2 separate regions of the Gossypium hirsutum genome follow, and region 1 is linked to region 2. The links are chromatin contacts, called in public Hi-C maps. All regions are on one chromosome and are shown on one strand. The core of a region is the stretch at or near the end of the contact, and the rest is flanking DNA. Distances in the headings are between cores, read along the strand shown. Region 1 has its middle 4.7 kb from the start of LOC107886767. Region 2 overlaps LOC107886770 (E3 ubiquitin-protein ligase RMA1H1).

Evidence for each region. Hi-C and Micro-C count contacts between places; a contact is called where the count stands out from the background.
Region 1: a contact with region 2 is called in a Hi-C map of leaf, with 1.8 times the contacts expected there. The contact joins two enhancer-like sites. A contact is called at or near these places in 3 of 34 Hi-C or Micro-C datasets (all in leaf).

Annotation. Positions count from the first base shown.
Region 1 is chrA03:105,879,977-105,887,045 of Gossypium_hirsutum_v2.1, reverse strand. No RefSeq gene overlaps it. Among protein-coding and RNA genes, the nearest start is that of LOC107886767, 4.7 kb to the left of the region's middle. Within about 2 kb of position 2,460, at least 8 of the 9 cell types and tissues checked have an H3K27ac peak or open chromatin away from gene starts, as enhancers often do. A contact at or near this core is called in leaf, where this site is marked.
Region 2 is chrA03:105,822,652-105,829,822 of Gossypium_hirsutum_v2.1, reverse strand. It overlaps LOC107886770 (E3 ubiquitin-protein ligase RMA1H1), which reads right to left. Exons shown (of 2, transcript XM_016810822.2): 2 at 5,452-6,588. The coding sequence starts at 6,588. The coding sequence ends at 5,803. Among protein-coding and RNA genes, the nearest start is that of LOC107886770, 4.4 kb to the right of the region's middle. Within about 2 kb of position 1,357, at least 5 of the 9 cell types and tissues checked have an H3K27ac peak or open chromatin away from gene starts, as enhancers often do. A contact at or near this core is called in leaf, where this site is marked.

The DNA of each region.
Region 1 (7,069 bases), core at 1,211-3,710, 56 kb before region 2:
ATGGATCCACTAGTTTTGGATTTAGTTACATAGATGACATTACATGAGTAGTGTGGAGTGGGGTCCACTGACCGTTAGGCGTTAATTAGCGTTGGAAATCAACCGTTAATAATATTATTGTTGTTCTTCATTTGGAAGGAGCATGTGATTGAAGGTTTGTCGTTACGGAATTATTGGTGCTTTTGGAACGATGTCGTGTCGGCAATTCTACATGTGCTAGCGAAATTCTTTGAATTATTTCTCTTTTTCTAAAATGAAATTCTTGAATTATTGGTGGCCCTATCAATATATATTTAGAAAAAGAAAAAAAGAAAAAAAAAGTCTGTTCCGCAATTGGACCACTGAACTAATATCATAGTGTGATTGACCATAAATTTTTCATATTTATTTCTAATACAAAATTAATGTTATGGGATATTATAATAATAACTTGTTTATATATGTCCATGTTGTACTTAACTTTTGTGAGATCAATATATGAGACCATCTGCCAATCTCATTAACTTTTAACTGACCTTTATATTTAATTAAATAATGTTAGGTAAATGAAGAATTTGCAGTACTTAATCCAATTTTTTTATATAATAATAAATTTTATAAAAATTAATAAAATATTCAACAAATTTTAAAAAAAAATGGAAAGCGAAAATGTAAGTGGGATTAAAAGTTTAATATTAAAGAGTCGGGTATGAATGGCTGATAATGGTGAGTCCACTTGTAAATGAGTGGAATAAGCAACATTTTAATTGTTGGAAAAAGAAAAGAAGGTTCCAATCAGAAATGAAAATTTTGATATAATTAAAAAGGAAAAAGTTATGATCGTTTTTCCGTTGGGTATTTGGTGGGTGATCAAAGTCCCAACGATTCTGGGAGACAAAAGAACTTCACAAATTTCAAGAACTCCCCAAAAGAATATCTCATCAAATTTGGATCTAGGATTTCATCTAATTTTTCAATGCAATTATTGTCTTCTTGATTGATGCATTAGTAGAATTATTGCTGACTAAATGCAATTTGCATTTCCAAATAGTAAAAAGAGAAGGCGTAATGCTCTCAAAACAATATATATGAAGTTCATCCCTTTATTCCCAAGTTTGGTTGATTTTCAAAAAGTTACAATAATAAAGTGGAAAAAATGACTAAGGATCTCTCTCCTTCTTTGCTGGCGATAGTTAACAGAGATGATGGGGATCCTCATTCTGTTAAGGATCAAACCCCTAAGAAAGTGAGGTTTAAGACCCGGGCTAGTGAAATTTTAGAAGACATGGTCGTTGACCCTAACCTGATTTCAGAGCCTTCGTGGAAAGATAAGTTTTTGGGTAGAGTCCCGAATAATAATATGTTGGATCACAATGGTTCTACCGTTGGAGGAGACAGTGCGAGTGATGGAGATCTTGACTTACTTGCAGACGACATGCAAACTTCTATCGTTAATGGGATCCCAGCCATTAGTTTTTCGTGTTTAAGAAATTCTGTTTAAAGAAATGGAACTAACAGTGATTATCAAACTCTTAGGGCGAAGTATTGGTTATAATACTTTACATAATCGTATCATCAGCTTGTGGAAACTTAGTTCTTCGTTTAATCTCATGGATATTGAAAATGGTTATTACCTGGTTTGTTTTTTGAATAGGGCTGACTATGATCATGTTTTATCACAGGGACCTTGGATCATCTTTGGGCAATATCTCATCGTCCAACCTTAGACCACATGCAACCGTATCCCAATGTGGTTTTGGCTTGGATTCAGCTGCCGGGTCTTCCGGGGTTTTTGTTTAGTCGGCAAATTGTGGAGGCTATTAGGGAACTTATTGGAAAGGTAGCCAAATTGGATTTCCAGACGGATAATAGATCTAGAGGCCGTTTTGATCGTCTTGTTGTTTATTTAGACCTCAAGAAGCCTCTAATTTCTCAGGCTTTAGTTGATGGTGCCGTTCAGAGGGTGGAGTATGAGGCTCTTCCCACTGTTTGTTTTAGTTGCAAGAAATATGGGCATGTCAAGGATCTATGCCTGGAGGTGATTGCGAATCGGACCTCTATTCACCTGTCGGAAATGGTGAAAGATGGCTTAGTCGAGGCCGTTGGTGAAGCTGCTGGAGAAGCAAAGCCAGATTTCGGTCCTTGGATGCTGGTAGAGAGAAGATCGTGGCAAGGTCTGAGGAACGCAGGCGTAAACAAAGGAGTGAATAACGGAGCAATTTCTCAAAAGGAACCGTTGGCTTCTAGGTTCTCGGCGTTAATGGAAGGGGTGATAAAAGCGAAAATAGCAATAATCGTGATATGGCTGTTGAGAATCTTTTGTCGGTGGAAAATAATGATTTTAATGCTGCATGAGCTGGTGGATTAAATGCTAGGGTTGGGAATATTCATTTGGGGGGTTTTAGACTCTTGTGCTGGTCCAAGTAACAAACCCATTTTGACTAATGGGTCATCCAAAGAGGCTGATGCGGGTGGTTCAAAAAAGATAGATTTGGGCCGTCTGGTTATTGGGCTTCTTTGAAGGTGGCTAAGGAAGGCTCTTTGGGCCAACATTATGCTAGAATTAATGGGAAAAATTTGGAGAAGAGGCCTGGCAATGCGCTGCGCATAAACCGAATGAAATTATCAACTTGGATAATTTTGCTTTTAATTCTAATTTGAATTTTGATATTACATGAACTTCAAATCAAAATTCTTCTTGAAAAGACGTGACTTCAAAGAATGTTGTTAGCTGGGATTTTCTCAAAGAGGCTCAAAGGGTTTAATTATTAGACCGATCGACAACATTAAAGCACACTTTAACCCTGCCTTCGAAGGTTATTGGGGGACCCCTGTTTCCATTTCTGATGGTGTATTGGATCCCGGGAAGCACTCTGCAATTAGCTTTAATGACGCTTCTCACAAGAAAGGAAATAATAGTTTAGTTAATCTATCTCGGGGAAGGACAGGTGATGGAATTCCTTTTTCTAGAGAGAGATATGGAGGTACAGACTTGAATGGGCGTAATAGTTGAAAAGCTTCCAATGAGTTGCGTGGCCGGGGAAGTTGTTTTAAAGCTTCCGGGAATTCCAGAGTGTCTTTAGCTGAGTCCACGGAGGAAATAGCCAAATTAATTTCAAATCCGAATCTTACTTTTGATTCGGAAGGCACGACCTTGATCATGGATGGGGATACTGTCTCTCAACAGTAAATGGTATGTTTTCTAACTTTTATTTTCCTATGAATTTTACTATATTTTCTTGGAATTGTCAGGAATGTGTCAACAATAAGTTTCCTCGTGTTTTTTGAGAATATAATCGGGAATATAGTCTTGATATTATCAGTTTGCTTGAGACAAGAGTCAGTGGTTCTAAAGCGGATAATATTATTGTTAAGCTGGGTTTTCCTTATTCTCATCGCGTTGAAGCGATTGGTTTCTCAGGGGTATTTGGATTGGTTGGAAGAACTTTGTCCGCCTTGAGATTATTTTTAATCACTCTCAGTTTATCCTAGCTCAGGTTGGGACTACGTCTTCGTCAAGTTCAGTTTTCATTTCTTTTGTTTATGGGAGTCCAAATAGGCAAAAACGTAAGGACCTATGGGGCATTTTAAAACGTTTGATTTCTATGGGTAATCACCCTTAGGTTGCAATTGGGGATTTCAACAGTATTCTTTCATTCTCTGAGAAGTCAAGTGGTTTTTCTAAAGGTAAGCATTTCCCTTTCTTTGGTGATTTCATAGACAAGTCAGAGCTTCATGATTTAGGGTACAGAGGTTCCCCATTTACTTGGCATAGGGGCTCGCTTTTTTAGAGGCTTGATCGGGCTTTGGGGAATGTTGCTTGGGTCCAAAAGTTTTCTAATAGTTTGATCACTCATCTTCTGAAAATTAAGTCGAATAGGCCTCTTCTCCTTTCTTTAAACCCGGAGTTTATTCTTCCCAGAGAAAGGCCTTTTCGATTTTTGGCAGGTTGGGTTGAACATCCGGAATTTGGAAAATTTGTGGATGATAATTGGGGTTTCTCTGGTAATATGTCAGTTACTTTAAGTACATTTTTTCAGGATCTTAATAATTAGAATAAATCGGTTTATGGCCACATTTCTTCTCATAAGAAGCTTCTAGTTAAGGAGCTCACCTGAATTCAAAAGATTATGGATTTTTTAGGCTCTAATCGTCTTGCTTAGGTGGTGTTAAAAATTCGACAGATGTTGGAGAATGTTCTTTGTCATGAAGAATTCCTTTGGAGATAGAAAGTCCGCTGTGATTGGCTTCTTCTTGGAGATCGTAATACTAAGTTCTTTCATGCTCATACGTTGCGTCAAATGAAGAACAGCCATATTACTACGATCCGTAATGAAAGTGGGGACTGGATTTATAATTCTAAAGATATTGAAGCCGAGGCTAATAAATTCTTTTAGAATTTATATGGGGAGCCTCCTGGTCTTAAGGGATGTTTGCCTCTTAGCAAGTTTCCATGCCTTAGTTAGGATGATATTTCTTTGTTAGGGAAGCAGGTCACTAATGAGGAGATCAAATGGGCCCTTTTTGACATGTCCCCTCTTAAAGCTCCAGGTAGTGATGGCTTCCGTGCACTCTTCTTCCAGAAACAATGGAACACTGTAGGTGATGCAGTCTGCAATTAGGTTAGAAGCATTTTCAATGGAGCAAACATCGATGTTGATCTAAATAATACACTAATTGTTCTCACTAAGGTTGATAATCCAGAAGAGTTTGCGCAATATAGTCCGATTGGCCTCTGTTCTGTTTTATACAAACTTGTGATGAAAGTTATTGCAAATCGTTTTAAGATTATTTTTCCAAAAATTATTGGTCCCAAGCAGGCCGGTTTTATTGCATGATGGAATATTACCGATAATGTTATTATTGCTCAAGAGGTTATTCATTTGATGAGGAGCTCTTCTAAAAGGAAGTAGATGACTATCAAGACTGATTTGGAGAAGACTTATGACAGAGTGCGATGGGACTTCATCAATGTCTCGCTTTAAGCTGTCGGTATTCCTACTTTTCTCATAAATATTATTATGTCCGCTATCACTAACTCTACAATGCGGGTTTTATGGAATAGGGTTCTTTTGTCTAAATTCAGGCTAGCTAGAGGAATTCGGTAAGGATGCCCACTCTTCCCTTATCTTTTTGTCTTATGCATGGATTGGCTTGGCCAAGCAGTTCATTCGGCTATCTCGAAAAGTAAATGGAGTCTCATTCGTCTATCTCGGTCTGGTCCTCCTATCTCTCATTTATTCTATGCTGATGTAACACCCCTACCCATATCTATTGCCGGAATAGGTACGAGGCATTACCGGAGTTTACTGAACATTTTCAGATAATTCTGAGTCATTTATTATTCATATTTTGAAAATAATCATAACGTCTCTTTATTGGGCCCTTGAAGCCCCAAACATACATTAAAAACCAACTGGAATTAAATCGGGATCATAAAAAATTTCGCAAAATCTTAAATTTTATTTTTATCTAAGTACTTACCATTTCAATGCTTCTTATAATTAAACATGTTACCATTCAATCAATAGCTTGACCTTTGTCTAAGCGTCAAGCCACGTCATTGTTAGTATACTTGCACATATTTCATATAAATTCAACATTGATATACTTATTTTCTCGACATGTCACACTTGAGTTTAATAATTGTCTTTACTTACATAATTTCCTTGTATCAACATATCAAAGATAATCATATATGTACATGTCATGAAACATATCATTCTCTTACCGTTTCTTCATAAGCATATATCATTCATTTCATTTATATCAATATTTCATGCTCCGTCATTTCCATATATTTTATGTATATTTATTCCGATAATAGCTTATATCAAACTTAACATAAATTATATTCCATGTACTTATACTTATTTCGTTTATCTATCTTAATAGTTATTTCATATAACCATTCGTTATCTGATACATATTACCTGAATATCAATTGTTTAACAGATGTCATAGCGTCTCTCATCCACGGTCTTATTTATCTTTGACATGATGCCATGGTATCTTTCAACTATGGTCTTACACATTTCATATCAGGTTGCCATGGTATCTTTCAACCATGGTCTTACACATTTCATATCAGGTTGCCATGGTATCTTACACATTTCATATCAGGTTGCCATGGTATCTTTCAACCATGGTCTTACACATTTCATATCAGGTTGCCATGGTATCTTTCAACCATGGTCTTACACATTTCATATCAGGTTGCCATGGTGTCTTTCAACCATGGTCTTACACATTTCATATCAGGTTGCCATGGTGTCTTTCAACCATGGCCTTACACATTTCATATCAGGTTGCCATGGTATCTTTCAACCATGGTCTTACACATTTCATATCAGGCTGTCATGGTATCTTTTAACCACTGTCTTACACATTTCATATCAGGCTGCCATGGTATCTTTCAACCATTGTCTTACACATTTCATTTCAGAGAGCACACTCCCGCGAACCTCATCCTTACAGTGAGATTACCAGTCCAAGCTAAATCCCTTGTAATATAAACTCATAGAGTATTGTCGGGATTACCAGTCCAGGCTAAATTCCCTGCAATGACAATTACTCTAATGAGCTTGGATCTGAATTACCAGTCCAGGCTAAATTCAGACCCTAATTCGGATTACCCGTCCGGGCTAAATCCATTTTTCACATATTCTTCGGGCGGGCTATATCAGGATAGGATCACCCGTCCGGGCTAGATCCTTTTTACCGCCAATTCTTTTTCAGAGATCCATCAAAATTTCCTTTTATTCAACCGGGATTTCTTCCCATTTTATCAAATATATCAATGTTTCATCAATTTTCATACAATGAACATTCAAATCATATTCACATCAATAACATACAATCTCAAGCATTTAAGAATATAATTCAAGTTACATGAACTTACCTCATTGCTTGTTTGTGTTTATAATTTCATTAATCCGATATCTTTTCTTTTCCACGATCAAGTCTCATATTTGAGTCGTCCGGATCTTTATAAATAAATTTGATCATCATTTTCATTCATTTCATATTCTAATGCATTTAATTAATGCTCTAGGCAAAATTACCATTTTGCCCCTAAACTTTTAATTAA
Region 2 (7,171 bases), core at 108-2,607:
TCAAGGAAGATTCATATTCCTTAAGACACCTTAGCAATTGTTGACGATAGTCACTCATCTCTTCCTAACAATTTTAATGTGTCCTTTTGCTTTACCCCTCGTGACGAAAACTTATGATTAGATAGCTAGAAAATCTTTGTATGAGGCTTGTCCCCAGGATTGAGTCTTATGTCGACCAATAAGCTCCAACCTCTTCTGTTATCACTCTTTCTTTATAATTAATACTAGTGGAATATTGAAAAACAAAATACCCAACTTCTAGAAATCTGAAGTTTTTAAGCAGGAAAAAAAATATATAACTAATACTGATATAAGGATCTTCCAAACATCTAAAGTCTTATATATATATATAACCAATTCACTAATCTATCAAAAGGTAAATAGACCAGAACGAACAAAGAAAGCGACAATCTAAGCCTAAGTTAATAGAGTTATGTGATACATCCAGTCCTAACCCCTCTACTTCGCTAATAGTACAAGAAGAAGCATCAAAAGATACAACAGATGTAACAAAAGAAGAGGTAACGATGGTTTGCATGTAATAAAGCCACTCTAATCAAATGGCGAGTCACTTTATTGGCATCCCATCTATTTTAGTGAGAGGGTAGATGTTGAAATTGAGATTTTAACATAAGATAATCATGTAAGAGTAACCCATACTCAAATTTAATGGATTTCTTCGAAATTAAAAAATTAATAGCTTCCTAACAATCCGACTCCAGACCCACTTTCTCCATCCTCAAAGCTTTTAGCCATGACAAAAGCCTCCCATAAAGCGATTGCTTCAAACACGTTTCGGTTTTGTTGGCCCGATATTCACTTTGAATAGCCACTTAAAAATAAGCCGGTCTCATTGCGAACTAAAGCAGCAAAGGAAGTTACATCCGCAATGCTATCACTCCGGCATCTACGTTACATTTAACATAACCAGTGGTGAGTGATGACCAATGTATAATAATCGAGAGATGGGAGGAGAGCTATCATTAACTCGGTCCAACAATCTCTTAGCTGCTTTCTAATCATGCAAATATTTACTTGCAAATGCGAGTATAATAAATCAATTATAATTATTTTTAATATTAAATTAAAAATAATGAATGAATGAAATTAGTGAAGTAAATATGAATATAATCGACAGTTATGAACTATAAAGCTTATAGTGATAGTTCAACATTAATATGAAAAATGAAACAAATGCGGACAAAAAAATTCTCGTCCATCTACCAATAAATTATTTTCCTAATAATGTAACCAAGATTAACAATCACACAATTAAACACCATAGGCTTAACGGTCTGAGGCTACAGCCCGCACAGCAGATAGGCTTTACCATCCATTATTTCGGCCTTGAAAACTTCAAGGCCTACGCCCTCCTTCTCCCAAACCCTGTCTCAACTAGATTTGTCCATGAATTGTATCACCTGATTCAACTCAAAAGCATGTCCAAAATATGAGAGGGTTTAAACAAGAATATAAGCTTAAAAAAATAAGATTTGGTTTTTGAAAACGGACTGATCTTGGGTAAGGATTCCCTTTTCCCTTTCCATTCCCTATTTCCCTTTAATCCCTAATCCCTAAATTTTTCCTTGCTTCTTACTTCTTTGCCATTGCCACCATTGCTGCTTCTCTTCATTTTGCTGCTTTTCGTTGATTTTAATTTCTTTATTTTTGCAGAAAATATTGAACGCGAAGATCTTTGTTCTTTCACCCATTGTTCTCTTCAATTTCCTTTTCACAATCCTTCCTTTCCCTTTAAATCTACGTTTCCTTATTTGAACTCAATTTTGTTCTCTTTTTACTACTTTTGAAAGGTTGGGATTTTTTTGTTGCTTTGCTTTTTATTCATTTTGATTCCATTTGGATTCAATTCAGTCAAGGGAAAATTTATTTGGATTCTCTCTTTTGATACTCTAGACTTGTTAATTTTCAAAAAAAAAAAAAAGAAGAAACAAAGGTCAATTAGAGTGGATGATGAAATTAGGGTAAAAAATAAGCTGAGTCAAACCAAGGTTTAGCATATATAATATGGGCTAGGCTTGGATAAAAATATCAACTCATTTTTTAGCCCGGGCTATTGGGCCTAAAATCTTAGTTGGACGCGACTCAGCTCATGGACATCTCCACTCTCAACCCTAATCTATTAAATTAAACCTACTATTTTTGAGTTAATATAATTTGTTTCCCTTCAACTTGAGAATTAAATCTATTTCAATATTTACATTTTTTTTAATTTTGGTATGTAAACGTATTTTGGTCTTTAAATTTGGATTACATTAAAACTTAACGATTTAACATTTTAAGATTATGCCACATAATTAAAATTTTTATATTTTTCAAGTTTATACATTAAAACATCAAAGTGGACAAAAAATATAATATCAAAGTGAACTTATTTATGAAAGTTCAGTGGTCAAAATTACATTACATTAGCTCTTTTTGTTTAACTATTCAAATCAAGACAACTCCATACCTCACCCCTTATGGGTGAAATTAGGAGGGTTGGTAAGGGCCTCTAAATTTTATGAAATTTCAATTCAGTTCTTTTAAATTTTAAAATTTTTATTTTGATATTATAATTAATGTTTAAAAATAGGATAAATTTGTATTTGGTCTTAAAGTTTTCCAAAACTTCTTTTAATTTGATGTCTTTTATAGAATTTATAATTTTTATGACAAATTTAGTAACATTTTTAGTTTAATTTTGTAAACTAATATACAAAATAGTATCTTAAATATTAATTTGGAAAAATAATTAATCTTTAAATAATTACAATATTTAATACAAATTGAGTATTTAACATTTTTTTTAAATGTTAATTTTGATGATCAAACTTATCCTAAATTTAAAAAATACATTATTTAAAGTAGGCTCGGACTGTATAATGTTAAATTTGGTGATCAAGATTATCCTTAATTTAAAAAAATATAAGTTGATCCTACTTTCAACATGTCTATATTATATAAATATCTCCCCTTTATCAAAACTTCTGGCTATGCCCCTACACCCCTTAACTAAAAAAAGTGTACTTCTTTCTCACATCAAAATTTGTTTTTAAATTATATAATATATTATTTTATATTTATATATTATCTATACTATTATCTAAGCCTAGACTGAGTTAGTGTCATTGAGTCAATTGAACACCAACTTAGTTGAAAAATTACTAAATTGTCCTTACATATTTGAAATAAGTTATAACCTTACGAGGGTATTTTTATCTTTTTACATTTTAAATAAAACCAATAAAAAATACAAATTATGATATTTAAACCTATACCATCAACATGCATAAAACCTCAACTTCACCACTACAGTTTCATTTTTATTATTCTATATATTCTAATATTATTACAGAAAAGTTTTCACCCATAGTGTTAGTATATTGATAATATATCATTGATTGAGTTAATATCACAAGTAAACTTAATATTAAATTTTTATAATTATTTTTTATATCGGATTTTCCTTTCGTCAACATGATAACATTTTGACGTGTTATAAAAAAATGAAAATATCATGGTAAACAATTAGAGTGCATTTAATATTCTTAATTTTTTTTTGTATTTACCTATTTAAATTTCTTTTAACACACAATTTAAAGAATTTTTTTACATTTTAATTTCATACGTATTGCGTATGTGTTGTTATATTATTAGTTTTAAATTGTATATTTTATTTATTATATGTTATTTTTAAATATATACATGTGTTCTAAATATGTGATTTTCACATAAAAATTTTAATATAATTTATAATCTAAAACTTAGAAATATGTAAAACTATTTATATCTTAAATGTTAATAAAAAAACTTTTTCAAAAAGAATATTTATTTATTTATTTTACCAACTTTATGTTATTTATTTGTAAGGAATCTAAAATACTTATTCTGAAGAAAATTTAAAATTATATATCGGATCAGAGCAATACAATACGAATATTTAAGTCGATGTCAAATTATTTATAATATGTATTGATATCTGACATATTTTGACATACAATTTTGAGTTTTTCGATATTTTTAAATTTTAGTTTAAAATATTAAAATTTTATATCAGTCAGTAGGGAATCCAGACACTTCGAAACCATTGAAACGGAATTTATCAATTTAAGATAGGAACGTATATAGGTTAAAAAAAAAAAAAGGTTAAATTAAGTTTAAACCTTTTTAAAAATTATAAAATACCGTCATCGTTATACATTACTTTTTTTTTTTTTTGGATAACTTACACGTTGGCTTTCACTTTCGATAGTTAGTGTGATTGATACTTCTAGTTCACGTTTTGTGGTGTTGAAATGTAAATGCAAATCCTTATATTAGTTATTGGTAGAAAATGAAAGGCCGCCAACCCTCTGCACGGAAGATGTCATTCTCATTAATCATGTCACCTCAGCTCCAGGATGATGATGATGACAAATGGGAAAAGAAAAAAAAGTAATGTGTTTCTCTAATATGTATTATTATCATTATGTTATGGGCAGGCAAAGCAAGATGAGCACCTTATTTCATTTTGTTTATTTGAATGTTCACTGCATCCAAGAAGCTAAAACTCAATTAAAAGGAAAGCAATGACGTTGCCTGTGTGAAAGGGTGAAGGAGACTGAACGCAGCAACCCTGTTTTGGCCCCTTCCCTAGTCTTAGCCTCAGGCGTCAAAATTTGACAGCCCCCATAACCCCCTTCTATTCAACTAACTATAATTATATATAGAAGAAACAAAAAAGAAAAAAACCAGCGGATCTCTCTTTCTTGGAAGTTTCTTCTTACTCCACTCATGTTTATCGATGGTCTACAAATGCGAACTATAGGCATTAGTTGCCGCTACCCAATCCTACCCTTAAACTACTGTATATTAGTTAACGTTTAGTAGCATCAATTTAATATTACTTCTCGTAATCATTTTTTTAGATAAAAAAATATTTTAGAAATAAAAATATTATTAAATAATATGTTTCTGAGTTTTTGACTAAAAACATATTTTATCTTGAAATCACTTTTGAAAATTTCAAAAATATTTTTTTCAAAATGCTTATTATAAGTAATACTAAGCTGGAAAATTTTATTTAGGAGAGAATTCATTATCTATATCTAGGAAAAATTAAATAATCAACTTTTGTAAATAGATATTGTAAGCTTGTAATCTTATATTGATATGAATGACACACGCAGTTAAATTTATGCTCTAATTGGTATTTTATATGACATTCTATCTAAAATTTTGTACAAATTGAATCTATTAGTTAAATATAAAAACTTGATGTTATTTAAAATTTTCAATTTAAAGTATTTACCCAATTAATAGTATCATAATCAATCTCATGCTAAAATTGCTCAAAAAGATAAAATAAAGCTATTCATACAATTTGGATTAAAATATTAACCGAAAGGTGCAATTTGATTACAATGATGTAAATAAACAATGAAGTGAAAATGAAGTGACAACTACATCATATAAAGGAGCAATTTAAAACATGAATCCTCTTATTAGGTAAAGCGTCAACAATAATTCTTCAAGGCTACAACTTAAACAAGTTTAAGCTATGAATGAGGTTTGGTTGGGCAAACCGTACAGGATACAATTTTGTACAATATCCCTTCAGTTATCCAATAGCCAAAAACTTTACCATATTATTGATTTTTTTTATATATAATTATTGGTGTTCTTAAACATTTTACAGCCTTGAAAAATAACCCTATAACATACTGACAGGAGATGGCCTCATTTATACGTCCGGCTGAAATTTTGTATATTTTTGGTCTCCTATACAGGTATACTTTGCCAACCAAAGCAGAGTATACAAAATCAGAATAAAAGAAGACAGAAGAAAATGCAGCAGCAGAGGAAAAAACTTATTCTGCTTAGCGACTTATCGGCTTGCATTAATTGCCTTCTGATCCTACGACTAGTAGTCCCCCCGAGATTGTATGAATTCGGATATGTATGTAAATCTGTTATCGAGTTCCCAAATGCCCTTGTGTATACCATCTCACTGAACATTCGGGTCACCGGATCTAGTACATTTATCATCGTGCCACCTGGACTAAGCATCGATGAATCAGGATAACTGCCCTGTTGAGCATAGTAGATTTGTGGTTCATATGAATAACCAAGGTGATGTACCGGCTGCTGAAACCGTAGATTATCAGAACTATTAGGCGACCTTATTGAGCCAACACCGCAAGTAGGAGCAAGAGGTCTCTGTGGTATGACTATACCGAATTCGGGAGTGTTGTCTGTTGATGCCTTAGTTGTTTGGCCCCTGCCATAAAGAGGAATCAGTGTGGTATTTGAAAGTTCAGCTTTGCACACAGGGCATTGCTGCTGTTTCTGGTCTAGGTTATCAGTGGAGATGGTCTGACAATGAAGCCATTTGTAAATGCATGGCCAACAATAGAGGTGACCGCATAGAGTAACCACCGGATCCTGCACCGAGTCTAGGCAGATATTGCAGTCAAAACCAGCAGAGGGATCATCATCGGAACCTGTGAACGGACCTGGTGAATTCTCCCACTTGTCCAAGGATCTTTTCCCTTCTGTACTTGAAGGGTCATAAGCTTCAGTATCTTCAAAGTACTGTTCAATGTCCATCTGCAGTAAATATATATACATATATATATGCAAAAGAAATACCATATTAGAATCATGAAAGTATGATAATTCCAACTACCAAGTTTGATGAACAATTATTACAAGTTCCTTTGTTATTATCACCAAGCAAAACTAGAACATTAGATTATGCAAGACGACATCTTTGCTCTATAATGAGAAATAGGAGCACGGCAGGTGATAGTTGGTAAGAAATGGCTTGTGCATAAATTGCAAAAAACCCATGTCCACAAAATGCTACCATATCTTTATGTGCTCAACAACCCCCTTTAACTACATGAATACTACTCTTCCAATGGTGGGTCACCAAATCTACTCAATTTTTTTCTATATTTGCTGTAAAAGAAATAATAGCACAAAACATTTTTTTTTCAAAAGCATCACAACTAACCATGTCATATCTCAATGCAGAAAGTATGCTAAATTTTATAAAAGATTAATTCTGGTTGTGAAATTTCCTTATTTTGGTGCCTAAAGAATGAATGATCTTGCATGCTGTTTATAACTTTCTTCTCTTCAAAATACTCAAAAAAAATAAAATTTATTCAAACTAATTTCCATCAAA